Regions from separate parts of the Mus musculus genome. Here region 2 is linked to region 1. A link is a contact called in public ChIA-PET data. All regions are on one chromosome and are shown on one strand. Each heading gives the region's core, a stretch centred on a gene start, on an enhancer-like site or on the middle of the called end of the contact. The rest is flanking DNA. Distances are from core to core; before and after follow the strand shown. Region 1 overlaps Slc38a6 (solute carrier family 38, member 6). Region 2 overlaps Prkch (protein kinase C, eta).

Region 1 (3,403 bases), core at 474-2,973:
AGATAATGAGATTCTTGGTTCTTGTTTTGTTCTTGTCTCTTGATAAATTGATGGTTGGAGTTGGTTTTATTTTGAAAACTTACCTGGAAATACCCAGTTTGTCCCTTAGACACCCCCACCCCCTTGGGGGTTAGATTTTAAATTAAAAGTGACTCTTGGGTTCTCTCATTAACTTAATCCTAAAAGTGTGTGTTTTCTTTAGATTTATCACTGTATAAAATTTTGATTGAATTTGTTAAAGTCCCAAACTAGATAAGTTCCAAATAGGAATAGTATTTACTTACTTGTCTCCGCAAAGACAAAAGCTTCCTTTCTTCCTCTGCCCCTTTGTATGCTGGGATTTAGCCTGGAGCAAACATTTGCAGAGTAATTATGTGCCTGCAACAGGGCTACAATGGCAGTGTTGACACAGCCACAACTGGGGCTGCAGGAACAGGACGGCCACAATTAAGAGTCAAATCCTGAAGCATGCCCGTTGATGGTCCTGGGAAACAGCATCCCTCCAGCTGGAGTTCCCTAGCTCTGCACCCGATTCTGGCCAGCTTTCTCCACACTCACCAATAGCACGAACGTGAAAACCTGAAGAGGTGAAAGTGTGTGTTCATCAGGAGTACCAACAAGCACACTGAGAATTAAAGTCTCCCCCCACTTCTGCCTCTCTTCTGCTCTGTCTGCCACTGACGATAATAGATAATCTTTGCAGTTATTATTGAAAGTGTGCTTCCTCTTTGAGTTGCACTTTAAAAACAGAACCAGTGTACTGCTGGAGTTTTGAAAATTGACACAAGAGTCTTTGATGAGCAGGATTCCCCACTGATCAGATGTAAAGCACTCCTGTCATGCTGGGCCCTCCCCTCCGCCCAGTGACCATGTTAAAGGGTGACCCCATTCTCTCTGGGAAAATCGGAGCATCAAGGAAACTTCTGTTTGGCTTTATTGAAAGCATCAACTTGTGATGAATTTCACTACAGATCATCTAAGTGCTGGTTGCATTTACTTTTACAGGTAGTAATTAAAAAATGGGCCGTTCCTTGTCCTGTGACCTTAGATTGCATCAATGAAGTCTTTCAGGTAATAATTTTTAGCTTTTTTTTATTTTTAACCTTTCAACTAAAAAAAAGAAATTGAAGATAAATGATTATTTTCCTAGTTGGTGAAAGGTAATAGTTACGTAACAGTTTAGACCTTTTCTTTGAAGTAATTTGATTTGAAATTCTAGTAGTAATAAATTCATCATATTTGTTGATGTATTCTGACTTTTAATACCTATTGGTTTTTCTTTTCCCCTCAATACTCTTAAACAGATTTCAAACGCAACAGATGACTGTAAACCAAAGCTCTTTCATTTCTCCAAAGAGGTGTGTAAGTTATTAACAGATACTTTTGGTTGATTTTTCACATTTCAAGTTTTAAGAGATTTGTGTTACAGGGTCTCTTAGGTCTTTGTACCTGTAACTAATTAATTTTCATGAAAGTGCTAAGTATAGGATTGCCTACCAGAAGAATAATATTATTTAACACAGGGTGGCCCATTATGAAACAGCCACCTTTTTCTTTTCTTTCTTTTGGCATGCTTTTAAATGGAGCCTGTTTTAAATGGGCCTTTGCCTAAAAGAACAGATTTACCAAATGTCTGGTCTGGCCAGTAAGGTCCTCTGTGGATATGGCTTTCCTGTTGCGCTCTGGACTTGTAAAGCTAAATCGCCAATTACATCAAAAACTCCTCCCTGGTGAGTAGGACTTTGGTCTCTAGTTAAACAGCCTCATCAATGGGCCAGCATTTGAGTACTGCCAGTACCTTCTGAGCAGAACTCCAGGGAAATTTATGATGTTCACAGCAGAGACCAGAAACCCAAGTCCCATGCCCACTCTTAAGAGAGCTGTAGGCTCCGGAAAGTGCCTGGAAGAATCCCTGAGCACAAGCAGGCAAACAGGGGCTCCGGCTTTGCTCTCACGGAAAAGGCGGAGCCTTCCTGTTTCTGGGAGTCTCTTCCTCTCGACTTTGTTTTTCTGCTGAAATGTGGTTTTGCAGGCCCCAGACACCAGACTCTCCTCTCCTCGCTGCACAGCTTTGTTAGTATAGAATGTTAATGTGGGTTGTTCTCCGTGCAAAACTTTCCCTTTTATCTCCAGTTTATAACAAGAAGCGTCTTCCCAAGCCTTGTGAGGAGGTCACCACATCTCTCACACGGCGGAGACCTCCGTGGGCCTTAGATCAGGGCAGGGGAGTTGACAGGCCAGGAAACTGAGCAGCTTATGAAACAGAGAACGTGTCTTAAGCTCTCATTCCCCTAATACAGCTTCAAGAAACACAACGTCCTAGGTACGATATTCCAAAGTAGGCCTTCATCTGGAACTTCTTTTGGTGAAGAGCCCAACACTAGCTCAGGAGAAATATTTTTAGACCAGAAAAGAGAAAATAAATCATTACCATCCATTTGTTAAAGACAGTTCTTTAATGTAGAGGTAATAACGTTTGGCTTGCTAGTTTTCTCTGGCTCTTGTTAAGTATTCTAATAATAATTTTTAAAGAAACCTTAGGCTTATGTATTACATGAGATCCTAAGGAGTTTTTCAGGTCTAGAATTAATGATCTTGGTGCTCATTAAGAAAGATCTTGGTCATGGATTCTGGCAGTACAAAGATGTGGCTTCTATTTGGAGTACTTACTTGGATCGAGTAACTAAAAGCAGATTTGAAAGCATTAGCACTATTGCTGCTTGGGTAATGAGATGTATTTAAATCGTGCATACCTTAAGAACAACTGGAATTATAATAAAAATTATTTTAAATGTAGCTCTTTATATATTACCTAAATTAGTTTTATCTTATCCAAATAATGTAGAAAGTGATCATTGTAATAAAGCAACATGATTTGAGAGGCCAGCCAGAAAATGTGGTTAGAATCGGCAAGCCACCTAAGCTATAGTAGTTGCTGGCCACTGCAGATCCTCTTCTCTCCTCTCTCCCCTCTCTCTCTCTCTCTCTCTCTCTCTCTCTCTCTCTCTTTCTGTCTGTCGTATGAAGAGATCATTCACAAAAGATGGCACAGATTTGACTAAGTTGTTTTTTAGAAAGAGCTTTATTGTTGTGCTGGCAATGGCTCAGCTGTATGAGTGTCTTCGGCAAGCCTGACTCCTTAGTCACCCTCTGACCTCTGCAAGGGCTAACTAAATAACAATGTAATTAAAGCAAGAAGAACTGAGGTTATTATCAAATACAAATGATGTAACAGATAATAGTGTTTTGTTCTAATTTTTTTTCAGAGCGTTTACGCCATACCAACCATGGCTTTTTCCTTTCTCTGCCATACCTCAGTATTGCCCATATACTGTGAGCTTCAAAGGTACTGTGGAACGCTGTGGCCTTCAGATCAAGTCACATTCTCACTTATGAACCCTTC
Region 2 (3,403 bases), core at 279-2,778, 360 kb after region 1:
AGATCCCTATAATAATATAGATTAAATTAGAAGTTACATCTAAAGATCTACTGTGCTAGTTGTTGGCTACTTGTTGCTGAGTATGCTTTTAAGAGGCATTTGAAAGAGGGCTTTGAAAATGGGTTCTCTGAGAGAGAGAGAGAGAGAGAGAGAGAGAGAGAGAGAGAGAGAGAAAGAGAGAGAGAGAGCACAGGTGGGAGGAGGTATAGCTGAATGACCAGAAGAGAAGGTTTGGGTTCTAAGTGAGAACTGGCTCTCATCAGAAGTAGGGAGCAGTTGAGCTGTCACATTAGCAGGAGCTGCGTGGGTTGTCTGCAAGAGTCCTGTGGTGTGACTGAAGAAGCTGGTAGGGCAAAGAGCGAGAGCTGAAGCTTTGATGGTGGCTGGCACCTCACCAACTGCACACGGTGCTGTTTGGAGCTCTTGCCTTTTCAAAGGCTCTGAGTGGGGTAAAGGCCAGCACCTGTTTTGTTAGGGGTTGTGGAGCTATTGGCCCGGAGTCATTTTCCATGAGTATGTGATTATCTGGGGTGCACCTGAAGCCTTATGAGACACACACTAGGATGACAACTTTCGTTGGCTGTCTGGGACAGTCAAACTGTCTGTCAGCAAAAGGGACCAAATTCTAGCAAGGCGTAGTAACTCATGCCTCTAATTCCAGCACCAAGGGTCGATCTACATAGTGAGGCCCAGAGCAGCCTGGGGTAAGAAGAAAACCAGCACAAACAGCCCATCTCTCTGGCCCTGTGGCACCGTTTTTCATTCACCTGAAGCAGCAGCAAGCTTAAGTGAAGCAGCAGCTTTGCCTGAGGTGTTGCTTGCTACTGGTCTCAGGCTCTCACGGGGAGTGAGCCACTTCCGTTTTCCTGTATTTCCGGCTAGGGTACAGATCCACACATAGGGATCACCTGTAGCCCTCTGTTCCCGGGTGCCCCAGAGCAGCAGACCTGCAGTGACTTGACTCCTTCAACTTTTGGTTTTATTGCCACAGGGCTTTTCTAAAAGGCCTTTGTCGTTTGCATCTCTCTATACCAGTCGATTTCCCATGAAGCTAATGGAGCTTAAGCATCAGGGCCTCTCTCTGCTTCACGCGGTGTCCGTTTTCATAAAGAAAGCTTCCCAAAGGACAAACGCAATCCCCATAACGTCTAGGTTGTTCTGTGTCTCCAAAGACGGAGTGGCTCCATCGAAGAGACATTTATTGCACAAGGCTTCAGCCGGGCCTTCTGTCAGCAGGACCCACTTCAAGAAACATGATAGTAATTTATGTCTGCCGATTAAACCTGGGAGCTGTCATTGTCCCGGGAGCTTCACAGATAACAAGAAATGTAGCTTGCTTTGCTCCCTTCTCCAAATGTCATTAACCCTGACCTTCAAACACTTCAAAGTTTGCTATTTTTTTTCTTCCCTATAAAACAGTTAGAACCACAGCCCTACCGGATGTTCTTTGTGGGCTAGGAGTACCACCCAACCACAGCAGTACCCGGAAAGAAGGTGCATAAACCCTTCAGAAACCCATTTCCACCTTGTTTGAACAGTGACCAAGCTGCAGCCTGGAGACTGCTGCCTTTATTTAATGGCAAGAGGGAGTGCAGTCAGTTAGCATGATCCTTTGTTATCTAACCGCCCCGTGATGGTCTCTGTGATGAGCATCTTCATCTCTGTATCGTGTCTTGCTGCCAAGGCAACTGTTACGTGTGATTTAGATGAGTCTATCCTCTCGAGCCACGGTGAAGAGAGTCAAAATCTATTATTCGAAGCCTGCTATTCTTTCATGCTCTAGCATTTCTGCCTCTGCACTAATCAGAAGCAGGGAAAATGCCAGGACTTGTTCTAAATGCGAGTTTAATCTTGTGAGATCACACTGCCAGCTGCCCGTATCGTTCTTCTGTCACAGTCGTTAGGCTACCGATGTTCCCTGCAAGCACGTTTGTGAACCTGGATTCTCTTCTCTTCCCTCCAGTATGTAAGATGAATGTACATATTCGGTGTCAGGCGAACGTGGCCCCAAACTGCGGGGTGAATGCCGTGGAGCTTGCCAAGACCCTGGCAGGGATGGGTCTCCAACCCGGAAATATTTCTCCAACCTCGGTGAGCCCTTTGCCTCTGGCTGTGTATTGTAGGTTGCAAGTTATTCCGGTGCAATGAGCTCAAATGAGAGTCTAGGGGGACATAATCTCAGCAAATCCAGTGAACAAGTCTGCTGTGCTTTAAAAAAGGCATTTTATCTCCCCAACTAGAGTCTACACAGTTAGGGCTCAAAACAGTGAGCATGCATGTATATCATGAAGCAAGAGAACGGACTCACCCCCCACCTCCCCTTAAAATCAGCTTCCTATCAATCTGGTCTGGCAAGAATCTCAGAATCCAGATGCCTAGGGTACGCCCCTGGCTGGTGTCCAATCGGGACAGCTGGTCAGAAGCCACCGGCCTCTGCTTCCTTATCTCTAAATGGGGTTGAAGGTGCCAGTGCCTGGGGTTCTCCACTTCCCTAGACTGCAGCACGTGTCCAGGGTTGTGAGTTCATCTCCTGCTTTCTGCAGCAGACAGCTCCTTCCTCGGGACGCTTGGGAATGGGTGGAGTGGTTTTCTTGCCCTGGCTGTGTTTTGTCCTGCAACCTCCCCAAGTGACATCCAGCTGATGCTGTCCATCAGAGCCTTAGCTGCTGCTTCCTAGTTCTTAGTGTTGTCTTTCTGGCCCACATCCTTGGTTGGAGGCTGGGAAGCAGCCATGTCTGGATGGCTGTGAGATCTGGAGCCAGGCTATGTGACAGTCCCAGAATGGGCAGTGCCTCCTTCTCTGTAACATCAAGTGTCTTTAGTGTTATGGTATTCAATACTGGGGGAAACATCTACCTGCTGACAGCACATCATTAAAAAGATAGAATTATAAGTAATCAAAGAGAAAAGTGGGTTAAAAAAAAGATTAGGGGACTCTAGCTTTGAGGTTTTAGCTCTAACCAAGAGTGCAGGTTAAGGAAGTAAGATTCAAGCTGGGACCACTTTTCTGTCTTTGAAAAGTCTACAGTAGATTTGGAAGGAGAGCTATAAAAACTGCTGTGTTTTTAAATATAAGCCATTTTATTGTATTGTTAATGCCTGTTTTGTGGGGTTAAATATATAAGATCCTTGGAGGTTCAGGCTGTGGAGTAGTTGGCTTGTTTTCAGCATTGCTTGTAAGTCTCTCTAGGGCCTAAAGTCTAGACACATCCTTTTTAACCAGATACATCAAGAACTCCAGAATTCATCTTCTTAGAGTTGGGGAGCAGCTTGGTGGTACAGTGCTTGTCTGGCATGAGTGGAGCATGGGGTCCAGTCACAGCACCTCAAAGGCAAACACAGTTAAACAATAACAGCCTCCTGGGGGCTGGAAAGGTGGCTCAGCAGTTAGGAGGGCATTCTG

The links. ChIA-PET counts read pairs in DNA pulled down with a chosen protein or histone mark.
Region 2: an RNA polymerase II ChIA-PET map of memory CD8 T cells shows a contact between it and region 1, with 5 read pairs. The contact joins two enhancer-like sites.

Annotation. Positions count from the first base shown.
Region 1 is chr12:73,340,403-73,343,805 of GRCm38.p6, forward strand. It overlaps Slc38a6 (solute carrier family 38, member 6), which reads left to right. Exons shown (of 16, transcript NM_001037717.3): 9 at 1,006-1,071; 10 at 1,305-1,358; 11 at 3,267-3,346. Among named protein-coding and RNA genes, the nearest start is that of Slc38a6, 55 kb to the left of the region's middle. Within about 2 kb of position 1,724, at least 67 of the 459 cell types and tissues checked have an H3K27ac peak or open chromatin away from gene starts, as enhancers often do. A contact at or near this core is called in memory CD8 T cells, where this site is marked.
Region 2 is chr12:73,698,218-73,701,620 of GRCm38.p6, forward strand. Prkch (protein kinase C, eta) reads left to right here. Exons shown (of 14, transcript NM_008856.4): 7 at 1,964-2,091. Among named protein-coding and RNA genes, the nearest start is that of Gm34189, 82 kb to the right of the region's middle. Within about 2 kb of position 1,529, at least 52 of the 459 cell types and tissues checked have an H3K27ac peak or open chromatin away from gene starts, as enhancers often do. A contact at or near this core is called in memory CD8 T cells, where this site is marked.